Linked DNA regions of Mus musculus: all the other regions are linked to region 3. The links are chromatin contacts, called in public Hi-C maps. All regions are on one chromosome and are shown on one strand. The core of a region is the stretch at or near the end of the contact, and the rest is flanking DNA. Distances in the headings are between cores, read along the strand shown. Region 1 has its middle 130 kb from the start of Gm52234. Region 2 has its middle 2.7 kb from the start of Gm41416. Region 3 has its middle 320 kb from the start of Gm36824.

What was found. A called contact is a pair of places that touch in the nucleus more often than the background predicts.
Region 1: a Hi-C map of cerebellum shows a contact between it and region 3, with 1.8 times the contacts expected there. The contact joins two enhancer-like sites. A contact is called at or near these places in 1 of 484 Hi-C or Micro-C datasets (cerebellum) and 1 of 9 other capture datasets (embryonic stem cells).
Region 2: a Hi-C map of cortical neurons shows a contact between it and region 3. The contact joins two enhancer-like sites. A contact is called at or near these places in 9 of 484 Hi-C or Micro-C datasets (the N1E-115 cell line, cardiomyocytes, cerebellar granule neurons and 4 more) and 7 of 115 datasets of contacts at active chromatin or transcription factors (astrocytes, embryonic basal ganglia, embryonic brain and 4 more).

What each region holds. Positions count from the first base shown.
Region 1 is chr16:5,810,040-5,814,221 of GRCm38.p6, forward strand. No RefSeq gene overlaps it. Among named protein-coding and RNA genes, the nearest start is that of Gm52234, 130 kb to the right of the region's middle. Within about 2 kb of position 1,447, at least 17 of the 459 cell types and tissues checked have an H3K27ac peak or open chromatin away from gene starts, as enhancers often do. A contact at or near this core is called in cerebellum, where this site is marked.
Region 2 is chr16:5,479,120-5,483,285 of GRCm38.p6, forward strand. No RefSeq gene overlaps it. Among named protein-coding and RNA genes, the nearest start is that of Gm41416, 2.7 kb to the right of the region's middle. Within about 2 kb of position 1,327, at least 15 of the 459 cell types and tissues checked have an H3K27ac peak or open chromatin away from gene starts, as enhancers often do. A contact at or near this core is called in cortical neurons, where this site is marked.
Region 3 is chr16:6,429,069-6,433,072 of GRCm38.p6, forward strand. It overlaps a transcript of Rbfox1 not described here. Among named protein-coding and RNA genes, the nearest start is that of Gm36824, 320 kb to the left of the region's middle. Within about 2 kb of position 2,158, at least 7 of the 459 cell types and tissues checked have an H3K27ac peak or open chromatin away from gene starts, as enhancers often do. A contact at or near this core is called in cerebellum and cortical neurons, where this site is marked.

The sequences.
Region 1 (4,182 bases), core at 197-2,696, 620 kb before region 3:
ACAAAGGATCCCAGCACAACACCACACAGTCACAACATGAGCCTGAATTATTAGTATTAGTATTATTCGTATTAGTTTTAAACCATAGCTGGTCCTACATTCAGTGACTCGAGGCCCAGGCATCCTTCAAGCATCTCAGAAAAGGGGTGTTGTGGCTGCAGTTCCTGGGAAGAGACTTTTCCTGTGCTGAAAGAAGGAGAGCCATCGAAGCAGGATACACAGTCATCAGAAGAGCCACAGGAACCTGGGTCAGAGGCCACTGTGTGCCACCGTGTGAGGCCTCCAGGCACAGGCTACCCTATTCTTCAAAGTCTCAGCATGAAGGTGATTTTGAGCAGTACCTGGTGTCACATGGGTGCCTAAGGGAGGCCAAAGCATTTCTTTTCTATTCTAGATGGTTGGCATTTTACTGAAGGCTGGGCTAACCCCACACCTCTGTAACATTCCTCTCACTTAATTAGAGAAACCATGCTATGGTTTCCCAGGTTGAGCAATAAATTGCATAGGCAAAAAGTTATATGGGGATTTCATCAATAGCTAAAGGTGAAGACAATAGCCTTTTTGTTGTTGTTAATTGAAGAGAAATTCAAAATGATATGAAATTCACCATTTAAGTAGTCATTTAACTAAATAATTGATTTACTTACGGTCTCCTATATCCAAGGCTGACCTTGAACTCATGTCTTGATAAAAATGACCTTTAACTCTGTCTCCTTCTGCCTCTACCTCCTAGGTCCTGGAATTTTGGACATGCTTCCATATGCTGTGTTTATGCTGTGTGGGCAATGGAACTCAGGGCTTTGTGCGTACTAGGCAAGGACAGTAGAGCTAAAGCCCCCACCCCAACTCACAGTTTTAAAGTATGTGATTCCGTGTTATGTAGGGCAATCTCAGCGTGCAACTGTCGCTTTGATTCAGTTTTGAAATATTTTTACAGCCCCCTGAAAGCACCATTCTCATTAGTGATCCTTCTCTCGTTCCCTTGCTCTACAGTCTCTGGATCTGCCTCTCAGCTTCCGCTCTCTTGATGGACACAGGGCTCAGGAGAGAGGTCCCTACGGTGTGGAACTTCCAGACCATTCTGGCAGAAATCTATTGCTGGCTTAGGGCATTGCATTGAGAAACCCCACCCAACCCCTCCACCCTTCAGTGTTTGTTTATCTAGACAGGCTCCTCACCAGATGTCCATAAACTCCTCCAACCCCATCGTGTATTCAGATGGAAATAAATGGGTTTAATTACTTAAAGTAGATTTGGAATTCAGGGACGAATGGTTTGCCTTTCTCTAGTCTACATGAACGCCCGGTCACAGGAGGAATTGTAAAATGCTCAAGTCTGTGAAAGATTGTAACTGCTGGCCTTGGCAGACAACAGCATTTGGACCGGAGGCTGGCTCTTTCCACCTCTTCAGTTCTGGCAGCCTAAGCAGGGACAGGGACAGCTCAGCCAGTGCCTCAGTCCCTTCCACCTCTATTCAAAGGACTCCCTGCCAGCTCCCACATGGCCCTCTAGGATCACCCACTGGAGCAGCCTGTATTTTCACTAACCACCAAGTGATAGCTTGGATACCAGGAAATCTGTAACGAGAGGGGAGGGCGGCTGCTAATAGAGCAGTAATGGGGAAGTTTAGGCAAGCCTTCCAAGGGAGGGAAATTTACAATTTAAATAAGAAATTTAATCAATTCTAAATGGACTTAAAGAGGAGGCGGAGGGTGGCTTTGTGTGGCTAAGACTGTGGTGTGAGGACTTGGCCAGGTCCTCAGTGGGTGGGGAGGAAGCCTAGGACTGGTGAGTAAGAAGAGCCAGTCTCAGCACAAGCAGGGGTGTGGTATTCAGGGGTCAGAGCATCTCAGCAAGGGCACGCCCAGGGCAGGTGACAGATGGAGATGTCAAGCCATGCTTAGCTACCATGTCTTCTGCTGTCTCTCTTAAATGATGCCTGGAGACCTTTCCAGCCATCCCAGGAACCACTCGGATCCTGTAATTCTGTTTTTATCTTTCTTTATGCCCATCTTTATCACAGAGGTAACATCCCTGGAGCTACTCTGATGCTGTGAACTGCAGGAATGCCAGAGTAGCTGTCTGCTCAGCCGAACAGATCTTCGCAGAGAGGAACCCCTTCTAAGCAGAAACCTGATGGAACCCCCTAAGCCAGTGTAAGGGGCCTGCTTTTCTCCTCCACTGACTGGATTGCTCAGTTACAGTGCAGGGCCATCTTAATTTCTGATCTTCATCAGCTGGTTCCACTAAAGCTAAGTCACCTCTCATGGTCATGGTCCTCAGGCCCCTGTGCCATTGAGCTGAGATCCACCCCCCTGCACCCCCCCATGCTTCCCACTACTCCAATACAAAGGTCTATTGCAGTGCCATTCACAAACACCAACATGTGGAAGCAGCCTAAATGCCCATCAGTGTGTGAATGGCTAAACAAAAACAGGCTCTGTCCTACAGCTAGGCTTTATTCCACCTTACAAAGGAAAGGAGTTTCGTTCCAGGAGCAATAATGGGGATGAACCTTGAAAACAGGTTGCCAGTAGAAAAGCCAGATCCGAAGGTCACATACTGTAGGATTCCATTTGTATAAAATGTCTAGAACAGAAAAGGGCAAAGGCAGAAAGCAGACAAGTGGTTGGCAGGAGCTAGAGGAAGTGTGGGTGGAGCCACTGTTAATGGGTGTGGGTTTCCTTTGAGGTGAGGTGCCTACTTGGCAAGCACACAGAAGTGGTAGCTGGGCAACCTTGTGAATGCACTGGGGGCCCTGGGGCTTCACAGTTGAAAATTCTGAATTTTATGTTATGCAAACATTACTACCAAACTATGCTTTTAACGTTGTCCTAAGGGCTAGAGGGATGGCTTCACAGTGAGGAGCATACACGGCTCTTGCATAGGACCTGAACTCAGCTCCTAGCACCACCCTGGGTAGCTCACAAACACCTGTAACCGAAATTACAGGGGATCTGACAACCTCTTCTGGCTTTAGAGGGCACTTGCCCTGAGGAGCACACACCCTCACACAAATGCACATACACACATAACTTCAAAATAAAATAATATAAAACAAATTAAAAAAAAGCCACAGTTACTTATCTTTCCAGAACCATGTTCCTGTCTTGGTCCTGGTCATGAACAAACTATAGGGCCTCTCTTTATCTATATAGAGACAAGACCCACACTATAGAGGTGTTCTACTTTGTAGCCTAGAAGAAGCAACACTTGCATCAAGAGGCCATGAAAGCCCTGTCTGAGAGGCTCACTGGTTTCTGCTTCAGATCTCTCTCACTACCCCATGCTCTACTCACTCACATTTCTCTGGAAATGACTAAACATAGAACAGACATTTCCTCTTTGAGCCTTCATTATGAAGGCTCTAGAGTCAGATGAATCTATTAACTTGTCTGGTGATAGGAGTGTTGGCTGTGGTCATCATGGTGAGGAGAGAAAAGACCTTACTCTCTCCCTTCTTGCCCTGTATCACCACCAGCTTCAAGCTTGAAGTGGCTGCCTTGTCTCCTCTTAGGCAGACTTAACCGCTACATGTGGACACTCAACTTCTACCTTCTTAGCTCCCTTGCTGATGTCACTCTGTAACATATGCACAGTGACATCTTTGGCCTTCCCCAGTTGTGATACCCTGATAGCAAGGTCAGGCAGGGATACTGAGTCCTTGTGCTCATGGGATAAGGTCTAACTTCAGAAGCTGTAAGCAAGGTTGAGGGACAAAAGTCCGCTATTATGCAAGTCTCGGGTCTTAAAGGCAGAGGGATCGTTGTGATGATTTGTTTCAGTTGTCATCTTGACACAATCTAGACTCACCTAGGAGGGAAGTCTCAGTGAGGGATTGTCTAGATTAGGCGGGTCTGTGAGGATGTCTTTAGAATTATATTGAATATATTAATTGAAGGGATACTTTTTTACTGTGAGTGGCGACATTCCCTAGGCAGGGCACCTGGAACTATGTAAGAGTGAAGAAAGCCAGTATGCATGCTCAGTCCAGTCCTCGCTGCTCTTGATTGCAATGGGATGTGATCAGCCGCTGCCACATTGCCTTGAATTCCTCACAGCAATGGACAGCAATCAATCTTACCTCCTGTAAGTGCTTTTTGTTAAGGGTATTTTATCATGGCTACCAGGATCCAAAACTAAGACACTCTTTCCAAAGCTGGAGGGAAGTGTTTGAATAGA
Region 2 (4,166 bases), core at 77-2,576, 950 kb before region 3:
TTAGGACTGTCCTTAGTGCACAATGAATATAAACAAGCAGGGAGAGACCTCTGCTCCTCCACCAATTGTTCACACATTAACTCTTAGGACACCTCAGTCCAGCTCAGATCCATAGAAGTTAATGATAAATTAAACCCATTAATCACCCCAGATGGGGCTTCAAGGGGAGGGTAGGCTGTAAGGATGGAAACCAGTCAGCCAGAGGGGACACAACACACTGCCCCAGTCTTTGGATCCCAAGAACATTGTCAACGTGTTGAGGGTTCTACCCCATCTCCTCTGATTTCTGGAGCCCCGGGGTATTTCAGAAGCCTTGATCCTTGGGAAGAAACTAAAACTCTCCCATGAGTTCTGTTTTCATGCCTTCTGTGAATACTTTCTTCCCACCTGCCAAAATTTGGTGTCTGTCTCAAATATTCCATGGACTTCTGCCCTCAGAACTCCTTTGTGTTCCTGCTGGATCTCAGATCCTGTTTCATCCCACATCTGTTATCTTACTGGTCACCTTGCCCTGGGAGTTTGGCTGCCCATGTTTAAACTCCACTCTTTCCTTGGCTATGAACAACCTCATGTGTTTCCTGCCATGATTTGAATGTGAAATGTCCTTCATAGGTTCCACTTGGTCAGACAAGCCTCCCCAACAGGTGTGCCTTCTAGACAATTCCAAATCTAGTTTAGTTGAAGTAAGCATGACCCATATCATCTTCCTAGAGGCCTCGCTGGAAAGGTTTGCCTTGTGACTAATAGATCAGAAGTCTAGGTTCTGAGCTGAGTGCTCTTCACGCGTTATCTATGATTCTTGCCTCTTCTTGGTACGATGTTTACCTCATCAAGACTAAGAAGAATGAGAACCTCAGAGGCTCCTGCCAAATGACACTACCATCTTCATATACTGCAATGTTAGCCACATTGTGTTGACCAAGAGCAAAGTTCAGGTCCTGGCCATTCTGAAGGGAAAGGACTGATCACATAGTGTGATCACATGATGAGCCGATCTCAGACCACCTTAGAATGTGTCATCTGTAATCAGGATATAGTCCAGGGTTGGCTATCCATCTCATATCTGGTAAGATTATGCTCCTTGCAGACAAGTAGACCTGAAAGCAGTTCCTATGGCAACCAGCAGCCTGGGTTTTACAACATCTCTGGCTGCAGAAACTCAGCATCTTGCCTACTAATCTCTAGCCCTTGATGCACTTGACTTGAGGACCTTGTTTGAGTGGGCCTGCTTTCTCTCTGATCACATTTTTGCTCAGCCCCATTGTGCACAAGCTGTTTCCAAGGCTCTGGAAACATGGTGTGAAGCAGGATGAGTCACCTTCCTCTCTCGCAGGCCTTCCAGGCTCAGACTGATTGAAGTTTTGGATGGTGATTGGTGATCAGTCTTTAGTCTGCTAAAGGGCAGATGAAGACACATACACAAAGAGGAGTGGCAGACCTAACAGGCACCTTAGGCGACAAAGTATCCAGTGCCTAGGAATGGATATGGAGGCCAGGGCAAGAGGCTTCTGGTGATGCTCACAGCTTCTGGAGCAAAACTTGAAGCAGAATCTAAATCAAAAGTGGAATCTTTGGTCTGAACACATGGTATCAGAGCACAGTGCTGAAATGAGGTCAAAATGTTGATGTTCAAAAGCCTTTGGATGTCATGTTGTTTCCTCAGAAGAATGGGTCTAAGGTACCTGTGTGTTAAAATTGTCCATGGCAGACGAACAAATACACGCAGCACAGACCTGGCCCTGGACAGGTGCAGCTGAACCTGCTTAACTGTGTGATGAGGACTGGCTACCTAACTTAACTGTGTGATGAGGACTGGCTACCTGACTTAACTGTGTGATGAGGACTGGTTACCTGACTTAACTGTGTGATGAGGACTGGTTACCTGACTTAACTGTGTGATGAGGACTGGCTACCTGACTTAACTGTGTGATGAGGACTGGTTACTTGACTTAACTGTGTGATGAGGACTGGTTACCTGACTTAACTGTGTGATGAGGACTGGTTACCTGACTTAACTGTGTGATGAGGACTGGCTACCTGACTTAACTGTGTGATGAGGACTGGTTACCTGACTTAACTGTGTGATGAGGACTGGTTACCTGACTTAACTGTGTGATGAGGACTGGTTACCTGACTTAACTGTGTGATGAGGACTGGCTACCTGACTTCCCTGTGTCTCAGAGGTGGGGATCTCATTCTTAAAGCCTCAGCAGGGTGGTAGGAGGCAATACAGAAGCTAGTTAAGGCCCAATTTATAGTTAGCATGCAGTTGGTGCCACCACTAGACCTCTGGTCTGTCCCCTGTCACTCTCACCTTGTGCCATTGGCCAAAATGGGCTGCATAGATGAGTCCAGAGGCTAGGGTGAGGATGGGGGCACATTGGAAGAGGCAGAGGATGGGGCTGGCAATCTGACCTTCAGGTAGGTAGCCATGTCATTCTTTTTTTTTTTTTTTTTTTAAAGACTTATTTATTTATTATATGTAAGTACACTGTTGCTGTCTTCAGGCACTCCAGAAGAGGGCACCAGATCTCATTACAGATGGTTGTGAACCACCATGTGGTTGCTGGGATTTGAACTCAGGACCTTTGGAAGAGCAGTCAGTGCTCTTACCCGCTGAGCCATCTTGCCAGCCCAGCCATATCATTCTTATAGGTGGCCAATGAGACACTGGGGTTTGCATGTGGCAGGTGCTCCATTGAATCTCAGCACTGTAGACCCTGGGCCAGGAGGTTTTTGTGATCAGAGATGTCACACAGCATCCTGAGCCACTATATGTTAGAGATTATAGCATCCCTCAGCCATGGCAACCGTGATGCCTTTAGATCCCACTTCAGACTCCCTAGTTAAGAACTATTGATGTGGACACTAGTTACTCTTCTCTGGATCTGAGTCGCCATGTGTCAAGTGAACTAGTCTGTGTGATTGTTAGCTTCCCTTAGCTGAGTTACTTAACTTGTTACCAGAAGAAAAACCCCTTGGGAGGGAGAACAAATTAAAGCATAGGGCATGGAGCTGTGGAGACACTGTGTGCCTGGCTGGCTCTCATGTCCTTCCAAGGAACTAGCGAGTTCCAAAGGACTCAGCCTGAGCCTTTGCCTCCCCAGGACTCTTGGGAAGAATTCATAGTGTTTACCACAGGGAGCAGCAATGGCTACATTTTATATAACGGCCTGTGTAGAACAACAGTGGGTGTCTAAGCATTGGAAACGTGGGTTGGAGCTGCATAGAAGGCTGAGAGGAACCAAGGCCTCCCTGACTCTTGACTGTGTGTACTCCAGAGGAGATTCTGGGGGACTGATCCCTTCTTCCACGGAAACGGCTTCTCTTTGAGTTTTATGTTTTGTTAATCTTTCCTCATTGGATCAAGGGAGGCCATGACAATATATATTGCTTATTCAGCACCAGGCATCATCAGGAACAAGGCCAAACACTATAAGCAGCATCAATTATCTCTTTCCTTCCTTTCTTCCTGCCCCCATCCTGTCTTACACACACACACACACACACACACACACACACACACACACACACACACTGGCTTTGCTAACAAAGTTCCAATTTTACTCCCATTGACTTTATTTTTTCCGTTTGTGTGTGTTGTGCATTGATGTGTATGTGTGTTAGCATGTATGTGGTTTTGAGTGCATGGGTGGCCTGAGGTTAATTTTGGGGATCATCCGCAACCTCTCTTTCTACTTTGTTCACTGGAGCAGGTTCTAGCCAGATGTGGCTAGTCTCTCTGGCCAGCTTGCTTTGCGGATCTCCTCTCTCTGCATTCTGAAGCTAGAATTAGAGTCAGTGCTAACATGGACTTACATGGGTTCTCTATAAGCTACAGTCTCATGTTTTCACAGTGAATACTCTAACCACCGAGCCGTCTCTCTAGCCTTTATCTCCAGAAGTAGCTGAGGACCAGGGAGGTAAAGCAGCCAGCCTGGAACTGCACAACTAAAACACCAAGACAGCAAGCAGGACCTGAAACCCCAGGCTCTAATTCCAGCCTTCAACCTCCCATCCACCTTGTGATGCCTTATCAAGGTGAATCTGTGTCCCCCAGAGTGCCAGACCTGTAGGGTGGGGGACAGAGGAAAACGGAACGGACTCATCCCCCCCCTCCACCTGTGCCAAGCACACCATGAAGAGCATAAAGCACAGGTATTAAG
Region 3 (4,004 bases), core at 908-3,407:
ACTGGTAAACTTCCTTATATCAACTGAATAGGGAAAAGTGAATGGTCAGAAAATAGTTGTTACACAAAAAGAAGAGGGCCAGATGGATTGCCAGAGCACTAGAACCACTGAGGGCATACAATTATTCTTCCTGTAATGACTTTATGACAAAAATTGTGTATGGAGCATGGTAGGTGGCCACACTGATGGCAGCTTGTCTCTTCTCACTTCTCACTGTCCACAGTGTTCTATTCATTCTACCACAATCACCATGACCACTCCACATCATTAGGATTTGCATAGATGGGCAGCTCAGTGGCAGCCTTGCATACTGTTTCCAGCAGTCATTCTATGTACAAGAACAAAAAGCTCTATTAAATATGAAGGAAACAACACAGAGTGTGCCCTTCATACTTGGAAAGCTTCCTGGGATACTTGTTAATGTGGGAAGTTCTATCTTATATTTAAATGCCCATTTAATATGTTTATGTGTGTAGATATGTCTGTATGCATGCCTGGGCATATGTGTGTGGTACCCAAACAGGCCAGGCAAGGGCACTGGATCTTCTACAGCTGGAGCTACGAGTAGCTATGCACAAGCTGACACAGGCGCTGAACTCAGGTCCTCAGGTAGAGCTTCAAACATCTTTCACCACTGTCATTGCTTTAGCTCCAAGGTCCATCTGACATCTTAAAATGATGTGGCAGTCACCTTCCACGATGCATTTGTGCTGCCAGTGATAGTGGCCCATGCCTGTGACTGCAGCCCCTTCAGTGTCTGAAGCAGGAGGACAGCAGTTGAAGGCCTAGCCTGAGCTACAGATTAAGTTCAAGGCCAGTCTAGGCAACTCAGTTCTTGCTTAAAAAATAAAAAAAGAGTACAGAAGATATTACTTGTGTGTATGTGTATGTTTGCATGTGTGTATGAGGACTGTATAATTTGCATAGAAATGTACTTTGTATATATGTGGTGTTTAGATTATTTTTGTGTATAAAATGGGTATGTATCATGTATGTGAATACTTGCTTACTTTCATGATGCATTAATTAATCTGCTTCCAGCACTGTAGGAGACACTGAAAAAGCCAGTAGAGCTCTACCAGTCATCCAAGATCTAATTATGAATTTTACACCTCTTCTTTAATGGGTATGTGCTATTTTTAAAATGGCAGTGGTTGGAAGTTTTCTTTTCTTTACTTTGCCTATTTTTCAAAAGTGAGCCTACAAAAAGAAAAGAATGCATTTTGCTGTGGCATCTTCACACACACAAAGTGGCTTTTGGTGTTCCATGAGATCAAACCTGCACACATGACTACAAACTGAAACCTAGCTTCCCTAAGCTTGTCTGTGGTCATTCATGGCATCCCACTTTAGCCTCTGTGGATGTTCATTCAGTCTGATTTATGCCTTTTGTATTCTCTGACCTTCTTCTGCACTGTAAATAATTTCCATGGGTGACCTTGAACTCCAATCTAATGGCAGAATAGGCAAGCCCTATAATCATGCCTGACAGACGGGCAAGCATTTTAGGTGTCTGGTTAAGCCCCTTTGCCCAGAGCTCAGACCTTGAAGATCTCCCTAGCCAATGCTATGCCCATACCCCTTTTGGTCCCTTAGAGAACTTCTACCCATGGTTCCCCCCTCTACCCCAGCAATTCTCCAAACTCTGGAGAGTCCTGCGACCTCAGATGTCTTCCATCACCTATCTGTGCATGGAACTGGGAGAATTTACTCCCTACTTTGGGAGAGTGGGAGCCAGGGAGGGCTCTCTTCTGTATCCAAGCATGTCTTTTTGTCAATTTTGAGGAGTTCCTTTAAGGATATTCTGCTACCCTGGCTTGTCTTCTACTCATTGTGGTCACTGGGAAAAGCATTGGCATTTCTCTCAGTCACCAATAGTCCAGATCCCTGCCATTCCTCTACCTCTGATCCATCTCAGCTTTCTAGAGACACACTGCTGAGGGGGATGTCTGAGAGAACATCTCTGTCATCTGATCTTTGAGACACCAGGATGAGAAGTCTTAGAAAGGGTCACTTGGTGCAGAAGACTTCAGGTTTAGGGCTCTGTGCTGAGCAAGTAGGGTGTCTGAGGCAGCGCAGCCTGCTGCAGGTGCCCTCAGAGCTCTGTGAGGAGGCAGTGACACCCACTGGCATCTCAGAGACACACCAGCAACCATCTTTTCTTCTTGCCTTTTTTTTTTTTTGGCATGGATGTAATGGGTGCATTTGGGGACACTGTAGCATATACTTCCTTCTTCATCTGGCGAATGCACCAGATTGCTCTGCTAGGCTTAGTTCTAAAAGACACCTTCCTTGTCTGTTAACAGCATGATTTTTTTGACTCTGCAACACTTCTCTCCTTGAGAAAATTCTGCTTCTTTGGCAGGTATACTCAAGCTGGTGGACACTTGGGCTATAGCCTAGAATAGATGTGACCTTCTATTTCCCATGGCTTCCTGGTTCATGTTATCTGTAGGATCATAGGCATGTCTCTTATCCAAGCCTCTGTTTCCCCATCTGTGTAGTGCAGCTTCCATTAGTCCTTGCAGAAGGCTGAGACTCCACTTCTCGTGATCATGCCCAGGGCTCATGCCAGCTGTTACCATCGCCCCAGAGCTTGCTCATCTGATGTGCTCTTACACTGCTGTCTTACCTTGAGATTCAGTACTAGAAGTGTGGGTGACGTGAGGTGTTATGCAGGTGTCCATCTGCTGGACAGGATGGGTTGCAGTGGTTGGTTAAAGTGATATTTTTCTGTCAGAATCTTCTTTGAAGAGCTGACACCCAGGAATGCCAGCATATGGACACTTTGATACTTAGAGTGGGAAGGCTGTGTTTCTTCCTAAGGTGATAGGCCAGGTCTCAACATAGTGTTTAAGATCAACTTTTGAGAAAGGCACAGCCTAAGTTTCTGTCTGTGAGTCACTTTCTACATGTCATATCATAGCTTTGATAAACATAATTACAACTGGGTGTCTACAAGCAATTACGTGCTTCATTCATGAAGCATGTGTGTGGTCTTTGGCATGCAGTATTTCTGTTTTCTTTAGATTCAAATGTTCTTTCAGTAGTACATTCCCATAGGGTCTTAGACACTTGAGGGTGTTGGAATGAGGTAGTTCTTGATGCTGTGTTATGGATAATCTAGAATATTATTTTTAATGATATTTATGCATGAACATATGTATGTTTACATGGATACGTGTGTGAACATTTATGTGCCATTAGACGTATGTGGAGGCCAGAGGACAACTTATAGAAGCCAGCTCTTTCCTTCCACCATGTAGTGGGGATTGAAGTCAGCTTACCATGCTTAGAGACCTCTCTGCATTCTATTAGGATGGAACCCAGGAGGAAATAACAACTGGTGGGGGGTTTATTCTACTTTTTGTGGAAAGAGGCAATAGCTGAATTCCACTCATAGAAGAGAGTACTTTATCAGTGCAAAAGAGACAAATTTAAAAAGAACTTTCCAGATGTTGGCGGGAGGCAATATTAAAAAGAATTATCTCACATAAGTTGGGAAGGTTTGTGTGTGTGTGTGTGTGTGTGTGTGTGTGTGTGTGTGTGTGTGTGTGTGTGTGTGTGTGTTTGTGTGTGTGTGTGGGGGTGTGCTTACACCAAGTTTTCTTGGAAAGAACAAAGACACATTACTGTCTCTGCCTTCATATTGTTTTATCCCATGCTCATAAGGCATGGGAAAGAAATTAGGGGACAATGGAACTATGGGTATTTTCTATGACCAGTACTCTGGTTCTATGCAGGATAGGTAAGCCCCAATACCTCCATTGCATTCCTAAAATCATGACCAGTATCCTAGCCTTGGCCAATACTGAGGCAAAATACTTACTCTGTTTTTTCCCCACAAACATATGTACTTATTTTAATTGTGTGTTCATATCTCAGTGCAAACGCATGTATGTGTATGTATGTATATGAGTGTATGCCATAGGTGTGCAGGTACTTTAAGAATCTAGAGAGGGTGTGAATTGTTGGAGCTGAACTTACTAATGGTGTACCCACTC